Linked DNA regions of Mus musculus: region 1 is linked to region 2. Evidence: chromatin contacts called from public promoter capture Hi-C data. All regions are on one chromosome and are shown on one strand. Each heading gives the region's core, a stretch centred on a gene start, on an enhancer-like site or on the middle of the called end of the contact. The rest is flanking DNA. Distances are from core to core; before and after follow the strand shown. Region 1 holds the start of 4930557J02Rik (RIKEN cDNA 4930557J02 gene). Region 2 holds the start of Dok7 (docking protein 7).

Region 1 (6,233 bases), core at 1,889-4,388, 940 kb after region 2:
TGGCCAGTTTTTGGTCATCAGCTCTTTATTACAGCCAATCATATACAATTCTAGATTGCCTCTAGGCTAGTGAGAAAGGACAAATATTTACAAAATATGAGAGCAGTGATGGGCCATAGAAATAACCATACCAAGATCCTGCCAACATTTAGCACTCTGCCAGTACAGAATTAACAATTGAAAACACAGAGATGTCTTAACACAGTGTAAAAAAAGGTTACCCAAACAGATATAGGCTCAGTCCCCAGGTTTTCTGTTTTGAGGTAATAGACCTATAAGAGAAGAGACTCAGCAGATAGTGTGTAGGTCATAGAGGCTCCTCCTTCCTGAATGAATTAGTGTGGTCTGCAAGAGTTACCTCTGGTGGGCTGTTATGAGATGAGGCCATGTGCTTGGCCTCTTCTATCCTTAACTGGCTCCCTTTCTGTCTCTTCATCTGCTGTGATGCTGGCAGGGGCCCCTGACCGAGTCAGTGCCATGCTCTGTGGACTTTGCTGCTGCAATTGTGAATCAAATGAACTTTATTTAATTGTGCCTAAATATGGTAGAGGCTTTCTAACTCTTTAGGTTTTTTTTTTTTTTACATTTATTAAAGCTTTCTGTGAAAAGCTTTTCTTTATCATCTACACTTTATTCACCTTATCACATCTTCATTCATGTGTTATTTTTATCATTTAGGTCTTTTCTAAACATCTGGATAAAACAATTCCCTAGCCCAGCACCATATATAATCACTATCTTCACATTTATCTTGTATTCTTTGTTTGAGAGCCTCACCTTTAACAGCCAGGCTACCTCTCTAGCCCACATTTCTCTATAATGTCTATCACCCCACCATTCATACATCTTATTTTATTTATTGTATGTCCACTACTAAGCTCTATGAGGGTTAGGGCAGGATTTTGTTTTTTCAATTTCATGACCCCCACACCCACAATTGATACTGCCACAATATCATTTTGAAGCTTATTAAGTTCTAGGAAAGATAGTCCCTCATATACTATAAAACATGGAAAATAGTCCCAATTCTACAGTAGTGTATTTAGGATTCAAATCGATTTAAATCATACCTTATAAATATATGCTAAATATATACTAGGAAATTTTGCATGTGTATGAGTTGTGTGTGTTTGCACGTGTGTGTATATACATGCACATTTATGTATGCATTTTATTTTATTGAGGCAGAGTCTCTTGTTAAATGTAGAGCTCATCTATTTAACTAGTCTAGCTAGCCAGCTTGCTGTAGGGATCCCTGTCTCCCCAGTGATGGGATTTCAGGCAGGACACAACGAATTTACATAGGTTCTGGGAATCTGTCATAGGTGGCTTCAGCTGTCAACTTGACACAAACCTAGAGTTATCTGGGAAGAGGGAACCTTAACTATAGATTTGCCTTGATCAGACTTTGCTAATTGATATAGGAGAGGCCAGCCCACTATCTCTGGCACACAGGTGGGTCTGGGCTGTATAGCAAAGGTATCTGAACTTGAATCTTGGTGCACGTGAACCAGCAGTCATTCTTTTATGGTCTCTGCTTCAGTTTCTCCCTCCAGGTTCCTGCCCTGACTTTCCTTGATGATGGAATATAACCTATAAGAGTAAATAAACCCTATTCTTCCAAAGTTGCTTCTGGTGTTTTATCTCAGCAACAGGAAGCAAACTAGAACAGAACCTGAATTCCAGTCTTGGTGTTGGTGTGGGAAGTGCTTTTTTCCACTGAGCCACCTTCCATAAGAAACTCTTCTGATGTTTGTCTTACCAAGATAGACTTTAGCCAGCCTGTATTTCTCCCCATGAGAAGGCAGGGTAGCCATTAGATCACTTCATCCTAGATGTATCCTTCAGCATGTGCCAGGGAGGTCCCCATATTCCATTTTCTACCATTCTTAACTTCTTCATTCTCATTCTTGTGTCCCTTATCAGTTTTACCTAAGCCAAGACCCAGTGCTGTTGGCACTTTGACCTCCCTACCATTTTGGTCTCCTGTTCTAACAAATCAAGGCCAAGCCACATAACTTTCAAAGCACTATACAGTGTCTATCAATGGAGCCAGGCAAGCAAAATCCACCTATACACCATCACTCAGTGTGCATGTCTACTGGACTCCTGGTTTCTTCCTTTCTTACCCCATCAAAGAGCTCTTTTTAATGTATTGTACTTTTTCCATAAAGAGGAACTTGGGCTTAGTGGTTTAGGGCTTCTGGCAGTAGCAAGATACAGTATCAGAACCCAACCTTACCATCTATTTGGTGTGACATATCTGAATCCAAGTCTCTTCATCTTCATACTGGATGGAGTGCCTGCCTTGTAGTAGTGTGACTAAGTTTCAGTGTGGCAACCTTGTGAAATGGTAGCCTGGTATCTGCTATGATAAATGTTAACTGTTATCCCAGATTCAGAAGTTCATAAGGTGATGGAAGAAGCTGCAGTTTAGCACGTGTGGGTCCTTCTGTGAAAGGTGTGTGGGTAGGCTGCTTGCCCAGAACATCTCTTGAGCAGGTTGCACAAGTTGTGGGTGGAGAAGAGTAGACATGCAAGAGCATATGCCATCCTCAGCAGTGTGGGTAGGAGTGGCACCGTGCAATGGCAGAAGGAAAGACCTGGCATGCCGAGAGGTGGAACACTTGGAGGCTTGGACCAGGTCCAGTGTGTGTATTCTGCACAGGAGCTTCAGGAGTAGAAGCTTTTCTCAGAGATGAGCCCTGAGTCAAAGCTTCACAGTGTATGAAATACACATAAGAAGTAATGCCCACCTCATAGGATTCACTAGTTAATCGAGGTGTGTATATACTACATAAGGATAGATAGAATTTGATATTACAATATTTTTCCAAGACCCAAATTACTATCTAAATGGTGAATTTTCTTTTGTTTAGGAACATACTGTTTTGGACACTGAGGTGTAAATGTCCCGTTGTTTGTTTTAATGCCAAGGACTTTGTGAGAACAGTGCTGCAGCTCTATGGTGAAGATGGCAGTTGGAAGCATGGTAAGTCACCATTCTCATTGTCTCTAAGACTTAGAAAAGTGGTCAGGCCACCATGTCACCTGCTCCAAGGGCTCTTGGCCACACAGACACTGCTTCTTCACCTGCCATGGACACTTCCCCTCCTATGTCTGGACTCTTCTTATATTTGTACCAGTTTATACTCCTTTAGTGTAAAGAATGACCGCTGAAACACAGTCACAATGGGCTTTGTTGTTATCATCAATGGATACAGATACTAAGATCTACAACCCAGAGAGTACCAAACAAGACAGTATAAAGGGTAGGGAATAGCTGCTATATGCCTTTAATCTCAGTACTCAGAAAGCAGAGGCTAGAGGGTCTCTAAGTTTGAGGCCAGCTTGGTCTACAGAGAGAGTTCTAAAATAGCCAGGACTTCACCAAGAAACCCCATCTTGAAAAATGAGAGAGAGAGAGAGGTAGAGAGAGAGAGAGAGATAGAGAGAGAGAGAAAGACAGAGAGACAGAGACAGAGAGAGACAGAGAGACAGAGACAGAGAGACAAAGACAGAGCGACAGAGAGAGCGAGCGAGCATTGTCAGGTATGGGTTCCATTTCATGGAATGGGACTTAAATCCAATATAAAAGTACTTTCAGAACCTTTTTGCCACTATTGTATCAGAATATCTTGTAGTCATGCCGCTATTGTAGGTAACAGGGTTTATAGCTGGGTGATATTAGCAATTGTCTTTAACCCTTGTCAGGGGGCAGAGTAATTATGAACACGTAGGGGTTAAGCTTCTGGTTTGGCACCAGCTGGACTTCTTCACATTCAGTAACATAAATATATGTTGTTTGCAACAGTAGGGCTTTACCACCTTACGGTGGAAAACAGTCATGGCCTTGGTAATAGTCTCTGATGTTTGGAGGGATTCCATGGGACCCCTTTGGCCAACAACTCAAAAATATATAGCTTTTTCCTGGCACTGGAAATTTTACTTGGTGGCATTATATGGTGATTCCATTTAGATTCATTCCATATATGCCTATATTAGGAAGCTTCTACAATAGTGGGTTTCCATATGACTTTTCAAATGCCTTTAGTGTTAGGTGTACCTCTCATAGTCCCTACTTAACTTGGATCTTCCATCCTCTGTCCCATCGAATCCTTCTGGTTTAGTTCCCCTTCTCCCCACAGCACTATATTGTATTTCCCCTTTCTTGGAAGATCCTCTCTATCCCACTGACCTTACCTAATGTCTGTAGTTATTTGAATTTTAGTACACATATCAAAAGCTTAAAAACTTAACATCCACATATAAGAGGAAACATGTAGTATTTGTCTATTTTGGGTCTGGCTTATTCACTTGGGAATTTTTTTCTCTATCTCTATCCTTTTAACCTTCAGATTTCAAATTTTCACTGGTTTTTAAACAACTGAATGATATTCCATTGTGTAAATGTGCCATAGTTTCATTTTCCATTTATCAGTAGATGGACATCTTGGCTGTTTCCAATTTCTGGCAATTATGAATAGTACAGCAGTGAACGTAATTAAGCTAGTGTCTCTATAGTAAGATGTAGAGTCCTTTGGATATATGCCCAAGAGTGGCATAGCTGGATCTTGAGGTAGATCTATTCCCAGCTTCCGGAGGAACCTCCACACTTATTTCCACACTGGCTGAATTTACTCCCACAGCAATGAATAAATGTTCTCATTTGCCAGAATTCTTGTCAGCATTGTCAATTGTTTTATTGATGTTGGACATGCTGACTGGGGTAAGATGGAATCTCAGAGTAGTTTTAATTTACATTTCCCTAATGGCTAAGGATGTTGCACATTTCTTTAAATGTTTCTCAGTCATTTGTGTTTCATATTTGGAAAACTCTCTGCTTAGTGTAAAGATGGGAAACAATTGCCTGTAACTTGAATGAATGCTAAGTGACCTTTTCCTTTGCAGTTGCTGATTTTGTAGGACTAGATCCCAGAGTTGCTGCATGGCTCATAGACCCCAGTGACACTGCACCTTCATTTGAAGATTTAGTAGCAAAACACCTAGAAAAGTCCATCACAGTCAAACCAAGCAGCACATTCAGAGAAGCCTCAAGAAATACTTTGGTAAGATGTTTAAGATAAGGTTCTGTCTACCTTAATATAGCCCTAACTTTTCCCACTTCATAAACAATCTAATAGTAACCAGAATATAGCCAGCACCCATTTTCATGTCATTGTCCTATCCAAATCCTTTATTGCTGAGGTGTTTCTGGTAGAGGTCAATGAATAAAGATGAGAGATTTCCAGGCATGTCTCATTATAGTATACTTTTATGGATTCTCTAGTGTCAGTAGCACCTCCTCTGTGAGCAGAGGACTGTCCTTTTGTAAATCTTTAGCACTAGTGACATGTTCTTGTTGACTGACTTTTGGGGACAGCCACCTCAGTCTAGGTAGAGAAGACAAGGTGAGTTTCTTCAAGCCCTCTTGTGCTGTGGATACCCCTGGTCTTCAAAAGCTACCTCTCCTGAAGGAGATATGTTAGCGAGCAGTGCAGTCACAACCATGATCCCCCTTCTCAGCCACATGGTGGAACACTACAGATGAACATTCAGTTGTGAGAACCTGCACATCCTGCCCTTCATCCTCATAACTACCATGTGTAGAGTAAGGGTCTGTGTCCCATAGATAGATAGATAGATAGATAGATAGATAGATAGATAGATAGATAGATATATAGATAGATATATAGATAGATAGATAGACTGTAAATACCAGAAACACTGAAAGGTATACCAGAAGGTCATGAAATATATTTCAGAATCAGAGAAGAACTTCTTACAGGAATGGAGATCTGGTCCTGACAGCCTGGGGAGTGGTTATGTAGGAGCCAAGATTCCATTTTAGCACTTGGAAAGTATCCCTCTGCCCTCACAGGTCATTATAATCCTACTCAATATGGCAAAGAGTCCCCAAACAAGCTGAAACATGACTGCAAGAAATTGTCCCCTCAGTATAATCAGTCCCAGTTTACATAGGGGGTACTAGATGTGCGCATGCTACTGCTCCTCATCTTAGCCAAGGTATATTTGATGGTTCAGTTTGGATTTATGACTTTAAGCCTAGTTGTTTTTTACTATTATCATTATTATTATTCCCACATATTATTGAGGAATAAGATGGCCTGCATGGAATGAAAATCAGCACTAGGGAGTATGTTCTTTTAATGCAAGTTGGCATAGATGCTTAGTGATGCTGGTAAGTCCGATCTAGAGCTTCCACTCTTTAT
Region 2 (6,963 bases), core at 2,911-5,410:
GAGGCAACCTGATGGTGGGAGTGGGGGTATGACCTCTGAGGATGAGCAAAATAATGACCCCTCAGGGACCAAGCTTAGCAGCCCCCACAGGAAACAGTCAGAACAAAAGCCCAGAGAGCTCTCTATGAATACCCGAAGGACCCAGAGAACAAGAGAACCAAGTCACAGGGACATGAGCCAGGAAGGCTTGGTGCCCAGAAGTTCGTTCTAAGAGTACTGAGTATGGAAGGCTGGCCCAGCCTTGGCTACTGGATAGAGAACAGACACCCAGGGGCAGCATGGCTTCAGACACTCCTGTCCTGCCCCATTAAGGGATACCGTGGGTCTGCTGGGCTGGACAAGGGCATGGAAAGGAACAGTCTCTGAGCTGATATCTGAACCTGCCCCAGTGCTCCAGGCAGGAGCCACAGGAATGTCTGTAGATTGGCAGGGGCCAGTGGAGGCAAAGATGGCTTCTGGGACAGGGGCAGGATGAAGATACTAGGGAGGACTTTCAGGGATGCAGCTGAGACTGGGGTCTTCCCTAGATGGACGGAGCTATGAAGCCCATTGGACATGGAATAGCCATGTGGGCAGGCAGCTGGAAGGCATCTAAAGATGTAAAAATAACCATGGAGCTGTCATGAGCTCACTGAGGCCTTTTAGCCAGGGCCCAGGGCCACACAGAGGGCAGGAGGGACAGGCAGAGCTGAAGCCTCTGGGTGGAGGGACACAGTGCAGGGAAGACGGAGTGATCAGAGGGGGACAGGGAGGGCAGAGTTGGGAGGAAGTAGAAGAGAACCGTAGCAGCTGTGGGGCAGGTCTAGCCCTGGAGGTCACAGTGACCTTGAGGCACTGACTACCCTCAGAAGTGGTGTGGATAAAAGCAAGCAGCAACCTGAGATCACCCTGAACCTGGGGACCCATGGGGACAAGATGGAGTGTGAGGCCCCAGGCTCAAAGTTTATCTTAGGAAAGACACAGTGTTTACTGCTCCAAACAGGTGAGGGAGACACATAGACATGGGTGTTCCCAAGAGTGTGCGGGTGGGGCTCAGAGTTGAGGCCCAGGTAGGACAAGGCAGATGTGGGAATAGCCAGGCAAGGACCAACCTAGAACATCCAGCTAAGGACAAAGATACTCAGGGAAGATGTGGCTGCCCGGCCACATAGCACAGGAGCTGAATCAAGCCTTGACCCAGGTATTCCTGTCCCCTGTGATGTCCCCATGAAGAGAGAGGTCTAGCTGCCATCCTGCCCTGTCTCAGCCTTGGGCTGAGGTGTCACACGCTCCCACTGGGAAGGAGGCAGAGATCTAGATAATCCAAAGCTAGAGGTGCCAACTCAGGAAGTATTGGGTCACCAATCACGGGGTCTCGGTTTTCCTGAAATACACCTGCCATTTTCAGAGATACCAACTTCAAAGTTAGGGTTTCCTGAGCTCTGTCTTGCATAGGACCCCATATTCAAGGCTTCTGTCCCCTGTGGGTGGGCTTGAGACCTCTGCAGTCCTCATGAGCAGTGGGTGGGGCATCCTCCTGCAGGTGGGGTCATGCACCTCTCTGGGACAGTCATACCATGGCTGCCTACAGATGGGGCTGAGCTAGGGATCCCAAGCTTTCAGGAATGAAGGGCAAAGCCCCAGAGAAAGACAGGGTATAAAATCTCCCTTACCCCTCTGTCTGGACCCTGGCTTCTCTGCCAGGTTCAGAATGTGGTTCCCTCCTAGTGGATTTCCCAAGCTAGATGAAGCCCCTGAAACAGCCCACATGGGAAGCAACAGATTAGCATTCTCTGAGAATACTGTCCGGCTGCTGGAACCACTGCTGAGGATGGTCCACGGGCTGTCTCCTGCTCTCCACCAAGAGACCACACCACAAAGAAGACAGGCTAAGAACCAAAGCTCTGATCTCAGTGAGCCACTGCCCAGGACCTCTCCTGAAGGTCTGCCCAGAGAGATGACCCAGACGTCCATCCCTCACCAGGCACACAGTCCCACTCTGAGATCCCACACTGAGACAAGCCTGGTAGGAAGAACTTCCCATCAGTGGGCCCTTTGGAGCACGATGGCCCAGCAGCTGTGTTGGAGGGAGGGAGAGAGAGAGAGAGAGAGAGAGAGAGAGAGAGAGAGAGAGAGAGAGAGCTGACAAAGAACTCTGTGTTCCTGGTCCCTCTCAACTACCTCCCATGAGCCTCCACAAAGGAAGTCACAATTTTAAAGCCAAGGACCCATTGGTTTCTCAGGACAAGAAAACAGAGCTGTTCTCTCCCTCCCATACCAGATCAACAGAGTCCAGACCTCAGGTCCTCAAGGACACAGGTGTCAGCCTCCGTCTAGAGGGAGGGAGAGGGTGGGGTAGGGAAGATCCAGTCTCCAGTGGGATAAGATGGGCAGGTGGGAGGAGAAAGCCACAGTGGGAGGTGGAGGCTATGGGCTGTGTAGCTCAGGAAGAGGTCTTGGGACAGCAAGTAGGCTCAGGAGGGACAGGCTAGAGAGACAGGCCACACCCTCCACTTTTGACTCAGTCACTTCCTACCTCTGACACATCCCAGCTCAACCTCAGAGTCCCATCTGGGGACAGCTTGTAATCCAGGTTCCTTTGCCAGTCCCACCCCTGGGGACCTCTGGCCTACTCACTGCCTAGAATACATGAGGCTCTTAGATTCCCACAGAGTCGGTGAGCATACTTCAGGATGCTCTCTGGGACAGACCTAACTCCATAGTCTTCCCCAGGATCCCTCACCAGCCAGACTGGTACACACGGACCACAGCTGATCAAAGCCACTTAAATTCTCTGTGGACTTTACTTCTCTACTGCTCCATCCAGCCCCCAAGCCTGGCAGTGTCCAGGGTCCCTTCCCCTCCCCAGTCTCCAATCACCCTCTCCCCGGATATCCTGGAATGCCAAAGACAAGAACCGTGCCCCCCCCCCCCCCCGAAGCCCTCCAGGCTTTGCCACAGAAGGTCTGGGCTTGAAGGACTGAGTGAAGACACCGTGGAACCAGGAGCCAGACAAAAGGAGACTGTTCACAAAAGCAGCTAGTGAATTGTGCCACCCCTCCAGGGAGCTGACAGGCACCAGCATCCTGGAAGTCACTCTGGCTGCCTGCACATGTGTGAGGCAGCCACACACGCGCCCCCACCCAACTTCCCCTACAGACCCCTGGATCCTGGGCCAACTCCAAGGCACCTGTCTCCCGAAACAGCTGCAGTCCCAGGCTGGAGCTGCAGAGCTGCCCTGGCTCCTTCCTGGCTCTCCTCATACTGAGGGGAGCAGACCCTGGTACCACTTTCTTTTCTCAGAAGTGTGTCTCCCCCAAACAAAGTAAAGGTCCTGGGACACAGAAACAGGACTCTTCCTACCTGGCAGACCATCTTTTCTCTACCTGAGGGTATGGGATTGGGAGGAGGTGGCACTGCTTGGGATGCGGCTTAGGAATTCCTGATACATTTTCACCAGGACACCTATATCACCGAGGCACATTCTGCCTGCTCCTCCATGGGTAGGCTGCAGCCCCTCTGGGCTTCTGCTGGTCCAGGAAAGGTGTTGGCCCACACAGGAACTGGGACCCCCACAACACCACACTCGGGGACCGGTTAGGTCTGTGTTGCGGGTGGCCAGGTCCCAGGGTCCGGGCGCCCGAGCGGCTTCGACTCTCCGGTTACCGCCGTGGGGCTGGGTTTCAGCGGCTCCCCCGCGGCTATTTCGGGAGAGCTGGCACCTCAGCCACCGGTTGTAGGGCCGGCAGGGTCCGGATGGCTCGCTGAGACCCGCCACCCGCCGTCCCGCCCGCGGCCCCGCCGCTCACCTGCCACCGGCGATGGCTTGCGCAGCACCAGCCACCTACTCTTCCACTGCGGAGACAGGACAGCGTGAGAAGCCGCCCGCGCGCGCCCGCTCCGCGCCCCCGCCCCCACCCAAGCGCGCCCCCGCCCCGCGCCCCCGCGGCGCCCCAACCTTCTTGCCGTCCCGCAGCTTGACCTGGCCCTCCACCAGCGCTGCCTCGGTCATCTTCTGTCATGGTTCCCGCCGCCCGCTGCGCCCTCTCCACGCGTCCTGGGCGCCTGAGCCCAGGGTCACTTTCAAAATAGCTCCGGGAGGGCCTTGGGCTGCGCCAGGAGGGCGGGCCCGGCGCGGCGGGCGGGGCGCAGCGACACGGGGACCTGGATGTGGGGGAGACTGGGCGGGGCACCCCGGGCCTCAGTCTTTAAGACCCTAGTAAAGTGCAAGCCAGTAGGTGGCAGTGGCCTTGGACAGCCTCTGCACTCTGCTGGCTGCCAGCCCACGCTGCTCCTGCCAGGTCTCAGGACCACTGCTTAAGACCATCTGAAGCAGCCTCTGGAGAACGAAACTCAGCCTGGGAGGAGAAACTGGGACAGGGGCAGTTTCCCAAAGGGAAGAAAACTGTCCCAAGACAACCCCACAGAAGGCTTTGTGGCCTTGTGCCTGCCCAGTCCCAGTTTTGGTTTGGCTTCAATGGCTTCATCCTTTGCACCTGCCCTTCCTCCATCTCATGGGGCCACGAGGCACCCCTGACAACAGACCAACAGCCCAGGTCCAATACATTATCCAGTCCCTAGGCCTTCCCCATCGCCAGAGGTGGCCGCCCTCCAGGCAGATGAGAAAGTGGGCATATGTACTCTTCAGGTCACTGTCCCTCCCATTCAACTTGAGTATCTGGCAGAGCAGACCTCAGTGGCTGCCAGGACCAGAGCCCACTATGTCACCTCATTGCCCCAGGTCTCCCTGGCTGGTCTCTCCTACTTCTGAAGGCCAGCTTGCACCAGCCTTACAGCATGAAGAGCCTAGGGATCCATGCTGCCTGGGAACAGCCTCACCTAGTATCCCCCTGTCCAGCCAAATGCCCTCAGAGCCTCTGAATTTCTCTACCCCAGCCTGTTGCCCAGGTTAAGGTTGCTTAAGGCCGGTGCTAAGTTTTATACCACCACCCCAGCTTACTGTGGAACTTAAGCATTTGTTAGACCTATGTCATAGACTCCCCAGATACATGACTTAGCACCCCAGGGAACAGAGAACACCCACAATTGCCAACTAACTGCATCTAGCAAAATAAACTCAGACACACAATGAAGCTTGATGAATTTGCCCATCCTGATCCCCGACCCCAAGGAGCTCTGACCCGGGTAGAAAAGGGCTACGTGTCAAACTGTTCGCGCAGTGCGTGCGTCTTCACTATATCCTGCCCAGACTCTTTAGACTGCTTCCTGTCTACCCCTTATAGAGAAACTGAGGGTCAGAGTGGTGTCAGGACTCATGGCCAGGATGGACCCACAAGTACTGACCCCAGAGCAGTACTCAACCCGAGAGTCCTTGCCACAGCCCCTCTAGAGAATCTGGAGGGCAAACCTTCAGTGGGTCACAGGGCTGCTTTTAATGTTTTCCTGGTTATCTTGATGGGGAGAGGGCACCAGGTCTAGGAAGGCACTCTATATGTTCCTCTATCCTGTATAACCTATGTGGCACACCAGTGCCTTCCACTAAACTGTTGCTGGCCACAGAGCCCCATTCATACTACCCACACACTGAAGGCCCCTGGGGAACCGACTCAGGACAGCCGGTGTGGAGTCATTTGGGGGTTGTGGCCATGAGCATATCCTCCAGCCCAGGCGGCTGGCACTTGCTCTTCCCTTCAGGGAGGGGCCACGTCCTGCTGCATTCCAAGCGCTGGCCTTGGCCCAAACTCTAGCCACGCCTGGCAGCTGCACCTGCTCCCGCACTGGCCCCGGAAATGCGGGCGCCATGGGGATAGACAGCTTTTATTCTCCCACTCCACATGACCTAGAGGACAGCCCTGTGGTCCAAGTCTGCCAAAAATCGGCCAATGGAGGACTCGGTCTGGCCTTGTAGAAAGAATTCTTATGACCTTGGCCCTCTTTGTGCCTCAGTTTCCCCAGATGTTACAACCAGAGTTGCTGGGGCTCTACATGATGAAACTCTCTCTGACCACCAAAGCAGCTGACCAGAAGGATGTTAAGCCTCTTGAAGAATCAAGGTGACAGCTGGAAGGAGTGAGATGGCAGGAAGGCCCAGTCACATGTGAGGCAGGATGACACTTAGCCCCAACACCCCTCTGCCTGGCACCACTGGACACTGGACACCACAGGGAGCTTCCAGTTGTGGTCACAGCTGTACCACTGTCTGAGCTCACCACCACAGTACTGTTGCTACACACTGTGGCCAGTCAGACCACCGCCACCGCACCCATGATCTCAGGATGTTGTCCCATCGGTGGCTCTGCAGTCACAGACCTCTGTGAGATGCTGTACTTGCCACCTACCAGACAAGAGCATGCACACCATCACGTGGCCTCCATTTCCTGCTGTTGCCTGGCTTTGTCACCTCTGTCAGGGATGATTGTATATGCAAGAGGCTCTCAAATGATCCCTTTACATACACAGGGGAGAGTGGAACTAGGGGGCCTGTCTGCCTGCCTTGGCATCTCTAGGTAACTGGGAATGCCGGACAGACACACTCCAGCGGGCTGTGGCAGGCACCAAGACTCACAACCCCATTATCCCTTCCACTGAGGGAAACTGTACAGAGGACTCCAGGAAGTGCCGAGTGGGTAGAGCTGACTACCACTTCTGAGTCCAGCCATTACACAAACTAAACTATCATGCAAACATTTGTCACTAGTCACATGATGAGAGGAAGGGTATTATGGACTAGATACCCCCACCCCCAGCTCCCCGGGCATTCGCTGATGTTCTCACCCCCATGTGACCATGAAGACGTGGAGCCTCTAAGAGAGTATTTACGGTAAATGAGGTCATACACAAGGGCCCTAATCTGTTAGGACAGGTGTCCTTATAAAATGACAAAGAGATCCCGAAGAGTGCTCTCTCTTCTGCACACAGAAAAAGGCATAGAAGGGTCCATCAAAAAGGCAGCTGTCTTCATACGGGGAGGACCTGGGGGCTGAATTTGACGGCCCCTTGAGGATGAACCTCCAGCCTCTTAAA

Evidence for each region. Promoter capture Hi-C pulls out the DNA fragments that hold promoters and counts their contacts.
Region 1: a contact with region 2 is called in a promoter capture Hi-C map of pre-B cells, with 4 times the contacts expected there. The contact joins the promoter of 4930557J02Rik here to the promoter of Dok7 in region 2. A contact is called at or near these places in 12 of 39 promoter capture datasets (the 3T3-L1 cell line, 3T3-L1-derived adipocytes, the C10 cell line and 7 more) and 1 of 9 other capture datasets (liver).

What each region holds. Positions count from the first base shown.
Region 1 is chr5:34,115,645-34,121,877 of GRCm38.p6, reverse strand. 4930557J02Rik (RIKEN cDNA 4930557J02 gene) reads right to left here and starts at 3,138. Exons shown (of 4, transcript NR_040703.1): 1 at 2,757-3,138; 2 at 2,243-2,671. It overlaps Poln (DNA polymerase N), which reads left to right. Exons shown (of 25, transcript NM_181857.4): 6 at 2,880-2,992; 7 at 4,912-5,069.
Region 2 is chr5:35,053,963-35,060,925 of GRCm38.p6, reverse strand. It overlaps Dok7 (docking protein 7), which reads right to left and starts at 4,160. Exons shown (of 10, transcript NM_001348478.1): 1 at 3,938-4,160; 2 at 3,789-3,834. The coding sequence starts at 3,991.